Linked DNA regions of Mus musculus: region 2 is linked to region 1. A link is a contact called in public HiChIP or PLAC-seq data. All regions are on one chromosome and are shown on one strand. Each heading gives the region's core, a stretch centred on a gene start, on an enhancer-like site or on the middle of the called end of the contact. The rest is flanking DNA. Distances are from core to core; before and after follow the strand shown.

Region 1 (5,837 bases), core at 605-3,104:
ATGGGGAAACACAGTTTATAACAGTAGCAAACTTACAGTTATAAAGTAGCAATGAAGATAATTTTATGATTGGAGTCACCACAACATGAAGAACTGTATTAAAGAGCCTCAGCATGAGAAAGGTTGAGAATCGCTGCTCTAGAACATGGGCCAAACTGGCCATACCTGGCATGCTAGGTTTAATCAGTAAAGTTTTACTGAAACACAACCACACTTTCTTGTGGCTTCTTTGGCACTACCACTTTGAGAGAGTTGAATCATTAAAACAAAGACCATACATACAGCCTGCAAACAATAAAATATTTACTTTTGGGCTCACTACAAAACAGCTTTGTTAAATGCTGACCTAGAATTCTCAGGTTCTTGCCCTGTCCCATCTGGGTTTCTCCTGAAGAGGCAGCAGAAACTGTAGAAATTCTACATCTGTATATTCCACTACATTTCTCCTAGTGAACAAGAGGAATGTTTGTACAAGATACAAACCACTCTTAATTATCTAACAAAAAGCAGGCTGGGTTTCCTCTCTACCAGGCAAACCACTGGAATTTGCAATGCAAATAAATCTTGGGGTTTTCTTACATAAAGGCTGAAGCAAACTTGGGCTGACAAAAGCAGAAAGTTTTCAGAGAAGTCATGGTGCTTTTTGGGCAGTGGGTTCAAGACTCCCTAAGAAAAGCAGGAGAACCCCTGGGAGCTCCCAGACACTGAGCTACCAATCAAAGAGCATACACAGGCTGGTCCAAGCCCCACCCCCAACACTTATATAGAGGAGGGCTGTCTTGTCTGGCCTCAGTGGGAGAGGATGCACCTAATCCTGCAGAGACTTGATGCACCAGGGTGGGGGGATAAGGTGGTGATTGGGGAGCTGTTCCTCTCAGATGTGAAGAGGAGGGACATGGAGAAGGAACTCTGTGAGGGGGGACTGGGAGGGGCAACATTTGGGATGTAAATAGAGAGGGAGGGAGGTTGGGAGGGAGGGAGGGAGGCAGGTAGCCAGGTAGGTAGGTAGGCAGGCAGGCAGGTAGGCAGGCAGGAAGACAGACAGACAGACAAAAGAAATGAAAGAGAACAGGAAAATGGACAATGAGCAGCAGTATAAGTCATGGCGCTTTCTGTACTTTGGTCTTTCCCTGCTGCCTCTACCAACAGAAGCATCAGTTGAACTATTATTTTGAAAACCTTTTGGATCATCAGAGGAATCCGTTTCCTTTCGTTTTGTTTGCTCTTTTGAGACAGAGCCTTACAGTGCAACCCAGACTGGCCTGGAGCACAGTCTTCTGGCCTCAGCCATGCATCACCATGAACCAGCTGCTAGATTTTTTTTTCAGTATTATAATTTTTTAAAGTATTGGCATCTGTGTGACCATCTTATTTATATTTAAAAAAGAAAGTTCAGAGACAATGGTTCAGATTATTCCAAGGGAAAAAAGAATGCCCAAATCTATTCCTCATTTGGATCCTTTCTCCTACAACGACCAGTGTGGCTGCCTGCTACAGTCTCACTCCTCTCTATTTGTGCTCTTTTTACAAATACATTAATGATTATACAGAAATCCTAAAGCAGTCCAGTGTTTGCTTTAGGAGCTGCCTGAACCCAGCCTTCGTGCAGCACTGGTAGCTAAAAAGAGTTCTTATTGTCCTCTGGATTTTTAGTGATACAATGTAGTATCCCCATCAATTTTAAATAGTCTTGTAGAATATTAATAAGACTGTTGCATAAACTCATACTTCTGGAGCTTAGCTTTTAGAATTCTTCCTAGAGCACCCTTCTTCAAATATGTCTAGGGCTGGAAGCTGTTTGGTATGTGATTGTTCATTCGTGCATACACACCCCTGTTTACTCAGTGCTTCTGAATCACTTAAGACCGATTAATCTATGTAACCATTCTGGGCCGCACAGCAAGCCTTAATACAAACACCACTGTGTGCTTTTTAACCTAGGAGAGACAGGGTGCTGGGGTAGGAGTTACAAAACTTTACCAAGCAACTCCAGATACTTGGATTTTCCCATCTATAAAATACAAGTCTCTCTCTCTCTCTCTCTCCCTCTCCCTCTCCCTCTCCCTCCCCCCCCCCCTCTCTCTCTCTCTCTCTCTCTCTCTCTCTCTCTCGGGGTGTGTGTGTGTGTGTGTGTGTGTGTGTGTGTGTGTGTGTGTGCATGCTTACTAGACCAAATTATCGTAAGATCATGATTAGGATGGGTATATTACAAATGGATCGCACATAGAAGGTGATTAGCACTATAAATCAACTTGTCTTGCCTTCTAGTGGATTGCAAAGTTCTTTGGAACAAATTCTATATTCAAAGAAAATGTAGCCATTGCTCAATAAGGGTCTTGATAAGAAAATCTTGGGAATCAAGTTATAAATACCAAGATTCTAATACTAACTTAGCGTATCTTTGATGGTTTTGTCAACTTGACACAACCTAGAATCATCCAGGAAGAGTCTCAGTAAGGGATTGACTGTATTGTGTGTGATGACCTGTGGGCATGCTTGTGGAGGCTTGTCTTAATGGATGTGGGGAGACTCAACCCACTGTGAGCACAGGCTCCTGAGCTGTGTAAGAGAAGAGAAATTGGACTGAGCACAAGCAAGCAGGTGAGCACAAATACGTTCAGTGTTCATTTTTCTCTGATGGTGCATGCTTTGTGACTAGCCAGCAGCCTCAAGTTCCTGCCTTGACTTCCCCACAGTGAGACTATAACCTGGAACTGTAAACCAAATAAACCCTTCTCCTTGCAAGTCGCCTTTCGTTATGTATTATCATAGCAACAAAAATGAAACTAGACTAATAAGCCATAGCAGGTTATAGCTATTTTCTTGTAATAGTTTATATTCTCCAATTCCCTCATAAAATGCAAGGTTCTGATGGGCAAATTTTGAGATTATAAAATAATTTCAACATTTCTCCCTTCCCCTTTCCATGTACCCCTCCTCACTCCTTCAAACTCATGTCTTCCTTTCTTAATTATTATTACATATATATACATACATATATTTAGAATATATACATATATTTTGAAATGTGTGAATATATATGTATGTGTGTGTGTGTGTGTGTGTGTGTATACACACATATACATATATATGTATACATTTCTAAATCTAGCCTGCTCCATCTGTATAATGTTACTAGTATGTTAGTATGTATGTTTTCAGGGCTGGCTATTTTTTTAATATATTTTTTATTACGTATTTTCCTCAATTACATTTCCAATGCTATCCCAAAAGTCCCCCACACCCTCCCCTCCCCACTCCCCTACCCACCCATTCCCATTTTTTGGCCCTGGTGTTCCCCTGTACTGGGGCATATAAAATTTGCCTGTCCAATGGGCCTCTCTTTCCAGTGATGGCCAACTAGGCCATCTTTTGATACATATGCAGCTAGAGTCAAGAGCTCCGGGGTACTGGTTAGTTCATAATGTTGCACCTACAGGGTTGCAGATCTCTTTAGCTCCTTGGATACTTTCTCTAGCTCTTCCATTGGGGGCCCTGTGATCCATCCAATAGTTGACTGTGAGCATCCACTTATGTGTTTGCTAGGCCCCGGCCTAGTCTCACAAGAGACAGCTATATCATGGTCCTTGCATCAAACACTTGCTAGTGTATGCAATGGTGTCATCATTTAGAGGCTAATTATGGGATGGATCCCTGGACATGGCAGTCTCTAGATGGTCCATCCTTTTGTCTCAGCTCAGGGCTGACTATTTAATACTGTAGAATCAATTGCTGTGTTCTTCCCTGGGGACACACCCCACCCCCCACCCCACCCCTGCCCCCAGTTGCCTATGGTTCTTTGCATGGTGTCCAGGCCTCATGGGCTTTCCCTGTCTCCTTTAACATGTCCATAGGTGTTATCCTTGTTCAGCTTGTTTGGGCAGTCACGTTGGTGAGACTTCGTGGGTGTAACTTTTGACATAATCAATCTCACAACACATTCTGGACTTCAGGCTCTTACAGTCTTTCTGCCTGCTCTTCATCAGTGTTCCCTGGGCCTTACATTTTGTTGGAGTATCCATTAGGGATGGGGGTCCATAACTCTGCATATTGATTGATTGTAGCATCTGTCTGTTGTAAAGGGAAGTTTTCTTCTGAGGAGCTAAGACCACACTTCTCTGTGGGTATAAGGACAAATGTTTAAATGGTTGTTAGGAATTATTCCCGTTTAATAAATTAGTGGCTGTAGATTCTTCTCCAGTACCCACGACTTCACTGACACTGAGCAGTTGGCTAGGCTTTCGGTACCAGGCGCGGTTTCCCTCTTGTTGAGCAGGAGATGAACACAGTTTCTAAGTTCTAAATAAGATAGCTTGACCTGAGACTTCTGTTCTCATCTTTCCATAAAATGTACTAAGGACACTGAATCACTAAAATTTCTGGTGCATTTTTCTCCCATCTGGATAGGAACAAAATATTTGGAGTCTAAAAATTCTCAGAAAAAAAATCAAGGCTTATGGACCTATGACAGCTTCTGAACACACCCAACTGAAGAAATAGGGTCCAACTTCAAACACAGAAAAGTAATATGTAACTTGGTTATTACTGACAAAATGCAGATGCTAATTAAGCAAATGGTTTTTTTTTTTAATCCCATAAATTAAAAACAGAAAGGAAAACTTAAGAGCAAGCATCCTGTTTCAACAAGTGTGTCTCAGCTTTTCCTTCACAGGAACGCTCTGAATCCTGAGACCCACTGGAATTTTCTCTTCTTCTCAACAACTTTTCTTCTAGCAGTAGCAAAAAAAAAAAAAAAAAAAAAAATCAAACTAAACCAAAAACAAACAACAAACAAACCCAGGCCTATATTCAGGAGAGACAAACGTTCCCTTTCTTTTACAAAAAGTTAGCTGTGGGAGGTGGAGATTGACCTGGGCAGAAACTGAGAAAGCAAGCAGTCCGCACCACAAACTACATGTGCGAACTTCAAGATAACCAGTGGGTAAAAGACCTAACCGTTATTCTTAATTTGCTATAAACCTTGCAAGTTTTGGTTTTGAATATGATCGTTTTATCAGATGAAGTATAGGTAAAAATGCAAAAGGGAAGGAGGGTGAAATTTTTGTTAGCAAAACTAAGGAAGAAAAAGTGACCGTGCCCATACTCAAACTTTAGCTTTCCAGTAACCAACGCAAAAAGGGAAACGCAAAGCGGTCCCTTACTTTTCTTCTATCAGTAGCAAAAAACAAAACAAAACAAAAACAAACAGACAAGCAAACAACAACAACAAAAACCAGGCCCCTTAGTCAAGAGAGACAAACGTTTCCTGACACGGAGCTCTGAAAATAATTTATCACAGAGGTTTTTAAAAAAGGACCTTGAGCAATTTAATAGATGATATTTTCCAGCTAAGAGAGTTTACATATGTATGAGAGCTAAGTTGTTAGAAACGCTCCTCCATGCGGGATAGGAAAGGTGGAATCTTTCTTTCTTACACATACTCATACCTACATCTTTGTCCGCACATACATACCTTCGAAAGGTATGTGGGTACGGAACTGTGACCAGAGAGAAGCCACAGCAACGATGCCATTACTCATGTCGTTCCAGCAATGTAAGAGGTGAACTCCCTCCGTGACCATTTCATTTTGTTTCCCGTTTCTACCATTCTTTCTCTCAGGTTCAGGGCTATAGGTGGTCCACAGCGGCTTTTGTGAGCCTCTGTGGAAAGACTGTCTGTGAGACTCTAAACCCCTAAGGAACTCTGCAGGTGCCTGGATTCCAGGAAAACAGGAGGCACTATTGCATTTTCCCAAGGAAGTTTACGTAGTCTGCCAGACCCCAGGACAGGCAGGTACACTTCAACTACAGGTGCCCTCTTCTCATACCCCTTACAT
Region 2 (6,137 bases), core at 1,284-3,783, 420 kb after region 1:
AATCTATCTGTTTTGTTTTCTCTTATTCTTTTTCTTATTTACATGTTCCTGGGAACCTAGGCCAACATCTTAAGTGAGAATAATGGGTAAGAAGCCATCCCCTGAGATGGGGCCACTCACATGACCTTATCCCCAGGGAAACCAATGGTTTACTTTCTAAATCATTTACAAAATTATTATGATAGATAAAAACTTTTCCAACAATAAAATTTCATATGGCTACACATGTGTCATCAGAGGTGGGTTTTGGTATATGGTAAAGAAAGTCTTAGTTAGAAAGAATTAAAATAGTTTAAATTTATTATTGAAGATTTATAAAAAATCAGACATTAAATGTTAAACAATAATTGAGCATAAAGATTTATTAACCTGCTCTTGGAAATATGCCTCTAGTCTTGGATGACTGCCCCACTGAATACATCCTTTTAGAATTGTTACATTTTGATGCTTTACATTAATAATGATGTTACCTGTTCTGCTTATGATTCACTGAATACATAGTATCAGAGTTGTAATGCTTGGATGATTTTTATGCTTTACTATGTCGAATGATTTTTGTTGATATTTGTGATTGTTTCACTGGATACAGTTTCTAAGAGTTGTAATGTTTGTTTGTTTGTTTGTTTTAATGTGTAAAATCCCCTGCTTGAGAGCTGCAAAATACACTCAGATTCAAACTGGCTCTGTGTTTGTTTCTGTTTGTCACCACCGAATCCTTACCCACCTAGCTTCAAGGACTCTCATTCCAGGGACCCCCATATCCAACTGGGGTTGTCGGTGGCACTTTCTTTGTTTGTTTGAGACAGGGTTTCTCTGTTGTATCTCTAGCTGTCCTAGAACTTACTCTGTAGCACAGGCTGGCTTGAAACTCAGAGATTCACCTGCCTCTGCCTTCCAAGTGCTGGGACTAAAGACGTGCCACCTCCTGGTGAGATAGTTTCATTTATTTATTTATTTATTTATTTATTTATTTATTTATTTTTGAGATAAGGTTTCTCTGTGTAAATAGCTATGACCATCCGGGAACTTTTTTCTCTTCTTTTTCTCTTCTTTTCCTTTCCTTTCTTTTCTTTTTTTGGTTTTTCGAGACAGGGTTTCTCTGTATAGCCCTGGCTGCCCTGGAACACACTTTGTAGACCAGGCTGGCCTCGAACTCAGAAATCTGCCTGCCTCTGCCTCCCAAGTGCTGGGATCAAAGGCATACACCACCATGCCTGGCTTTGTTTTCTTTTCTTTCCTTCTCTCCTTCCTTTCTTTCCATCAGAAATCCACCTTGGTGCCTTATCTTGGTAAGTGCACTGTTAACAGTGACGTTGAGTCCTGATAACCTGATAACCAAACAGGTGGTCCTAGGACACATCTAAAGAAATTGTGGAAAGAAAGAAAGAAACAGGGCCTAGAGAGATGGCTCAGCGGTTAAAAGCACTGGTTGCTCTTCCAGCGGTCCTGAGTTCAATTCCCAGCAACCACATGGTGGCTCACAACCATCTGTAATGGTATCTGATGCCATTTTCTGGTGTGTTTGAAGATAGCAACATTGTACTCACATACATAAAATAAATAAATAATTAGAGACTGGAAGGAAGGAAGGAAGGAAGGAAGGAAGGAAGGAAGGAAGGAAGGAAGGAGAGAAGGAAAGAAAAGAAAGAAAAAAAGAAACATGGAACTCACCTGCCTGAGATAATCAGTGAAAGGAGAAGTAGTCACCAAGGAAACAGGAAAATGCTTTCCTCCAGGGAATGTGATAGCCTCAGAATGTCTGAACATTCCATTTCTGGGGAGCAGCCAAGGGTGAGGTATGTAGTGGTGCTCAAATATTTGTTGAATGTGTAAGACAGTGAGTGAATAACTGGAGATCCCACCTGGCTTCCTTATCTCAATGCCTTTGGAGTTCTCAGACCAAGGTCCGTGTCATTTGAGCCACCTGGGCATCAACCAGCAACTTTGATTTACTGTCCTGACCATACAACAGGCCTTGTCTTCTCCATAGACAGGCAGGAACGTTCCAGCCCAGGCAGTTGATGGAACAGTATCCATTAGGTGTCCTGGTGCACACTCGGGTGAGGAGGAGACATGCTAGTTTAGAATCTGAGTGCCATTCAACCCTGAGATATTGATGAAACCAAGGTGGTCACCTAAGCTAGCCTCCTAAGCCATGAGCCTGGTGACACGTCCCCTTAGCTCTGATCTCCTCAGTTTTGAAACGACCTCTGAAGCATTTCTGTAACACCACCCATCTGGGCTGGCAGCCCCTAGTACCACCATGTTGGTGCTTAGTGAGCCTGGCTCTCCCAGGCAGCCTTGTACTCCCTCGGCTCCATATGAATCATGCCAGCCTCGGGACTGTCGCCAGGAAGCTGTGCTGGGGTAGTGCTCAGGTGGCAGGACCAAGCACCATGTGTGGCAAGACCTGCTGGTATGGGGTCATGGGGTCAGCCCAAAACTCTGCCTTGGAGCCCTCGTGTCACCCTCCCTCATCTGGCACCCAGCATCAATATCTCTTGTGAGGAAGGGTGAGGATTGAGGTCAGGAAAACCTGAGGTCAAGCCTGTCACTCACTGGCCTCATGGCTCTGGGCCTGTAAAACTAATGCTCCTTGCACATGTGAGTCAGTAGGGTTCAGCTCCCTGCAGCCACTGCAGGAGTTCTGAAGAGAAAGTGGTTTGAGATAGGGGTGGGGCTGGAGGCAGAGGTAGAGGCAGGGCTGAGCCCCAGAGGGTCCTCTTCTCTGTCTGAACATGGGAGGGAAGCTGCTGAGTATCCAAAGCTACCAGGAGCCCTGCTGAGGTCCAGGCTCCACCCATCTGGCTGTGTGCCAGAAGACACAGTGTCATCACAGCTGCCAACTGTCCTCTGGCTCTGAGGTGGTAACTGGGTACCAGACCCTGCTGCAGGAAAGAGCTCACATCTGCATGGCCCTGCTGGCCAGAGCACAACCACAGTAACAGGACACCATGGTCTCATCCCATTTCCCCCTTCCAGATCCCATGTGAGGGTCTCAATATTGATCCTGTCTGCAGGGGCCTGCATGAGGCAATGGCAGAGGAAGTGCAGTCTTTAAAAAGCCTTTGCTAGGGAGAGACAGGAAAGAGGTGGGGGTGGGCTGGGTCTGCTCCTGGGCCTGGTGTGGACAGTGTTATGCCTGGAGGGCACCCGGAACAGTTCCTGGCATTCAACCACAAGAGCTGAGTAAATGTGGACTCCTGTCCCTATTCCTGCTGTTAGTAATCCATGCCTGCAGTGTGCAAGTGCTGTGCTGAGCCCAGGAGGTTCAATAGCAAGTAAGAGGAAGCCACACCTTATAGCAGCAGCATGTAGACTAAGGGGGGGGGGGGGGCAGACAGAGCCCAAAGCAGATTGGTTAGTGTAAAAAGCTTGCAATTCCGAATGTTAAAGGTGACTCCCTGGCCTGTCTTAAATGGGCAGAAGGGACCTCTAATATGGCCAGTGTAAAAATACTCATTTCCACCTTCAGGGGCAAGCACTCTTAACTGCTGAGCCATCTCTCCAGCCCTTTGGGATTTTTTTGCTTTTGTTTTTGCTTTTGTTTTTTGAGACAAGTCTTCTCTGTGTCACCTTCGCTGTCCTGGAACTTGCTTTGTAGCCCAGACTGACCTCAAACTCAGAGATCTGGCTGAGGCTGGCCATTTCTTTGTCCCCACACTCTCAGTTACCTGAGCAGGAAGGGTAACAGTCATGAAGGAGCCCCCAATACATGACTGAAAGAGACTTTCTAAGCACCTAGCACCCCAAGCCACTTTCAGCACAAATCCTTGACATAACCAACCTAATATCAATACCCTCAGGGCACAAAGCCCGGATTACAGCTGCACGCATTCCTCAGGGCCTAAAAGTCAGGTGTTTCCAGGGGCCAGAGGGACCCCACAGTAACTTTCCTTTGAGAAACCTAAAGTGCTGGGTGTAAGTGGCTCATGCCCTAGGTCCCAGCCTCGGAGGCGGAGGCGGAGGCGGAGGCGGAGGCTGGTAAATCTTTGTGAGTTTGGGGCCAGCTTGGTCTACATGGTGAGTTCCTGGCCAATAAGAACTACATAATGACCTGATGTCAAAAGAAAAGGAAAGAAACCTGGAGAGAGGGACCAGTCCGGTTTATAGGCACGTGGGACAGTCCCTTCCCATCCCAGGCTCCATCCCAGGCTGCATCAGCCCAGCTGTGGCCGAGTTGGGCGCCCATGTGGGCCAGATCCACCCTGCAGCCTTGTTACCAGGACCTCAGTTCCCCTTCTTTTCTTGCATTGTCCCTTCACTCCAGAGCTGTCCCCAGCAGAGTCAGGGCTCCTTTATTCCCAGCTGGCTTTCCTCAAGCTAGACTCTCTTCCTCCTACAACCTTGAGACATTTTCTCACCAAAATTTTAAAATCCAGCATTTTATGCATATCCAAGATTAGGTATTATTTGGCCTCATAGGATCTCCCTAAAAAATACTGGAACATGAGGAAAAGGCAGGACCGGGTGTGTGCTTCTAGACTGCTGGGTTTACAGGCATGAGCAACTACCCCTGGTTTTAAGTAATGATAGGGAAATGAACCTAGGGTCTAGGGCATGATAGGTACTGTAAGACCCCCAAAGCTGGGCCTCCGCTCAAGTCCTGGGATGAGCTGGCCAGCACTCCAATGACTCGAGAGAAAACCACACCTGATGCAAACTGCAAGAGGTTTTATTATCAGCTAGCTGAGGACGAACTCCTTGCCCTGGCAGGGCAGGGTAGTTCGACCCAGAGCGGTAACAGTAGGGGGCTTTTAAAGGAAAAGTGGAGAATTAGGAGGAGTTGGGAGGAGTCTGGCTACAGCTCTTCTCTGGGGGTGGGGGTGTCCTTGGCACAGGGAGCCAGGAAAGTGCCTGGCTAGGTCTTTTTACAAATATCTTATCTCTGATTGTAAGGTATTGAAACAAAAAGGCTTTTGCTGGCTATAGAGAACAAAGAGCTTCTTTCTAGCTGTAGTTTTAGAGATCAGGGAAAACAAGCTTGGGGGAATGTTTTAGGGGCTTTACCTTCCAGGGAGAAACGCTCTAAATTGGGGTCTCACAGTACCAACTGAGCTACATCACCAGACCCACAAAACTACTTTAACTAGCTAGCTAGCAAGATAGTTTTTTGAGACAGAGTTTCTATGTGTAGTCCTGGCTGTCTGGAACTTACTTATGTAGCCCAGGCCAACCTTGAATTCAGAAATCTGCCTGCCTTTGCCTCCTGAGAGCTGGGATTAAAGGCATACAAATCACTGCCTGGCTCGACAAAACTAAAATAGTTTTAAAATAAAGTGTTAATTACAGCTGGGGTCTATAGAAGGGACACATTTGTAATCCCAACATATCATAGGTTGAAGCAGGAGGATTTAGCAGGAGCCTGGGTTATATAGTGAGCTCTAACCCAGCACGGGCTAAAGTGAAGTCTTTTCACAAAACTTTTTTTAATATGAAATAAAATGTGATTAGTCCATGAACCTGTCATGCACAGGAATTAGAAATCCAAACAACAGCTTCTGTTTTCTTTTTATCCCAATGTAAAAGGTAAATTTTAAATTTTTATATGAATTTTGAATTTGAAAAATTGCTTGAATTTTGTGGGTTTTTAGTCTTCTGCCACATCAGTAGATGTGACTAAGATGTTTGTCTTACTTTTTTTGTATTGAAATGGTCTTTTACAATTACATCGTTTGTTTGTGTGATGTATATGTTGGAGGTCAAAGGACAACCTTCAGCATTTAGTTTTCTCCTTGTGGGTCCCTGGGATAGAAATGAGGTCCTTAGGTTTAGAGGTAAACACCTTTACCCTCAGAGCTGTCTCACCAGCCCTAGCTTTGCTTTTTGACCTTTGTAGATGTGGCCGGCTAGATGCAGCTGGCAGGTGCCTCAGACATCTAAGCCCCACAGTCCCTGCAGTCCCGTCCCCTGAGCTCAGGCTGGAGAGCGCAGCTCTTCCTGCCTTCCTACTTCTGGGTCATCTTAGCTTCTTTCGTCATCTGCTCTTGTCCGTGGATGTGTGGAACATTCCCACTCCTTTGTCCACCTCTGCTGGGGCACGCACACATCTCTGCGGCTTCTCTGTAAGGAAGAGGTTGGGTCTCATGGCGAGCAAACCTTCCAGCTTCAAAGGTAATGTCAACTTGTTTTCCAAA

The links. HiChIP or PLAC-seq counts read pairs in DNA pulled down with a chosen protein or histone mark.
Region 2: an HNF4G HiChIP or PLAC-seq map of pancreatic cancer cells shows a contact between it and region 1. The contact joins two enhancer-like sites. A contact is called at or near these places in 1 of 39 promoter capture datasets (stem cell-derived epiblast-like cells) and 1 of 115 datasets of contacts at active chromatin or transcription factors (pancreatic cancer cells).

Annotation. Positions count from the first base shown.
Region 1 is chr3:104,287,622-104,293,458 of GRCm38.p6, forward strand. No RefSeq gene overlaps it. Among named protein-coding and RNA genes, the nearest start is that of Gm5546, 70 kb to the right of the region's middle. Within about 2 kb of position 1,855, at least 33 of the 459 cell types and tissues checked have an H3K27ac peak or open chromatin away from gene starts, as enhancers often do. A contact at or near this core is called in pancreatic cancer cells, where this site is marked.
Region 2 is chr3:104,704,803-104,710,939 of GRCm38.p6, forward strand. No RefSeq gene overlaps it. Among named protein-coding and RNA genes, the nearest start is that of Gm34548, 27 kb to the left of the region's middle. Within about 2 kb of position 2,534, at least 46 of the 459 cell types and tissues checked have an H3K27ac peak or open chromatin away from gene starts, as enhancers often do. A contact at or near this core is called in pancreatic cancer cells, where this site is marked.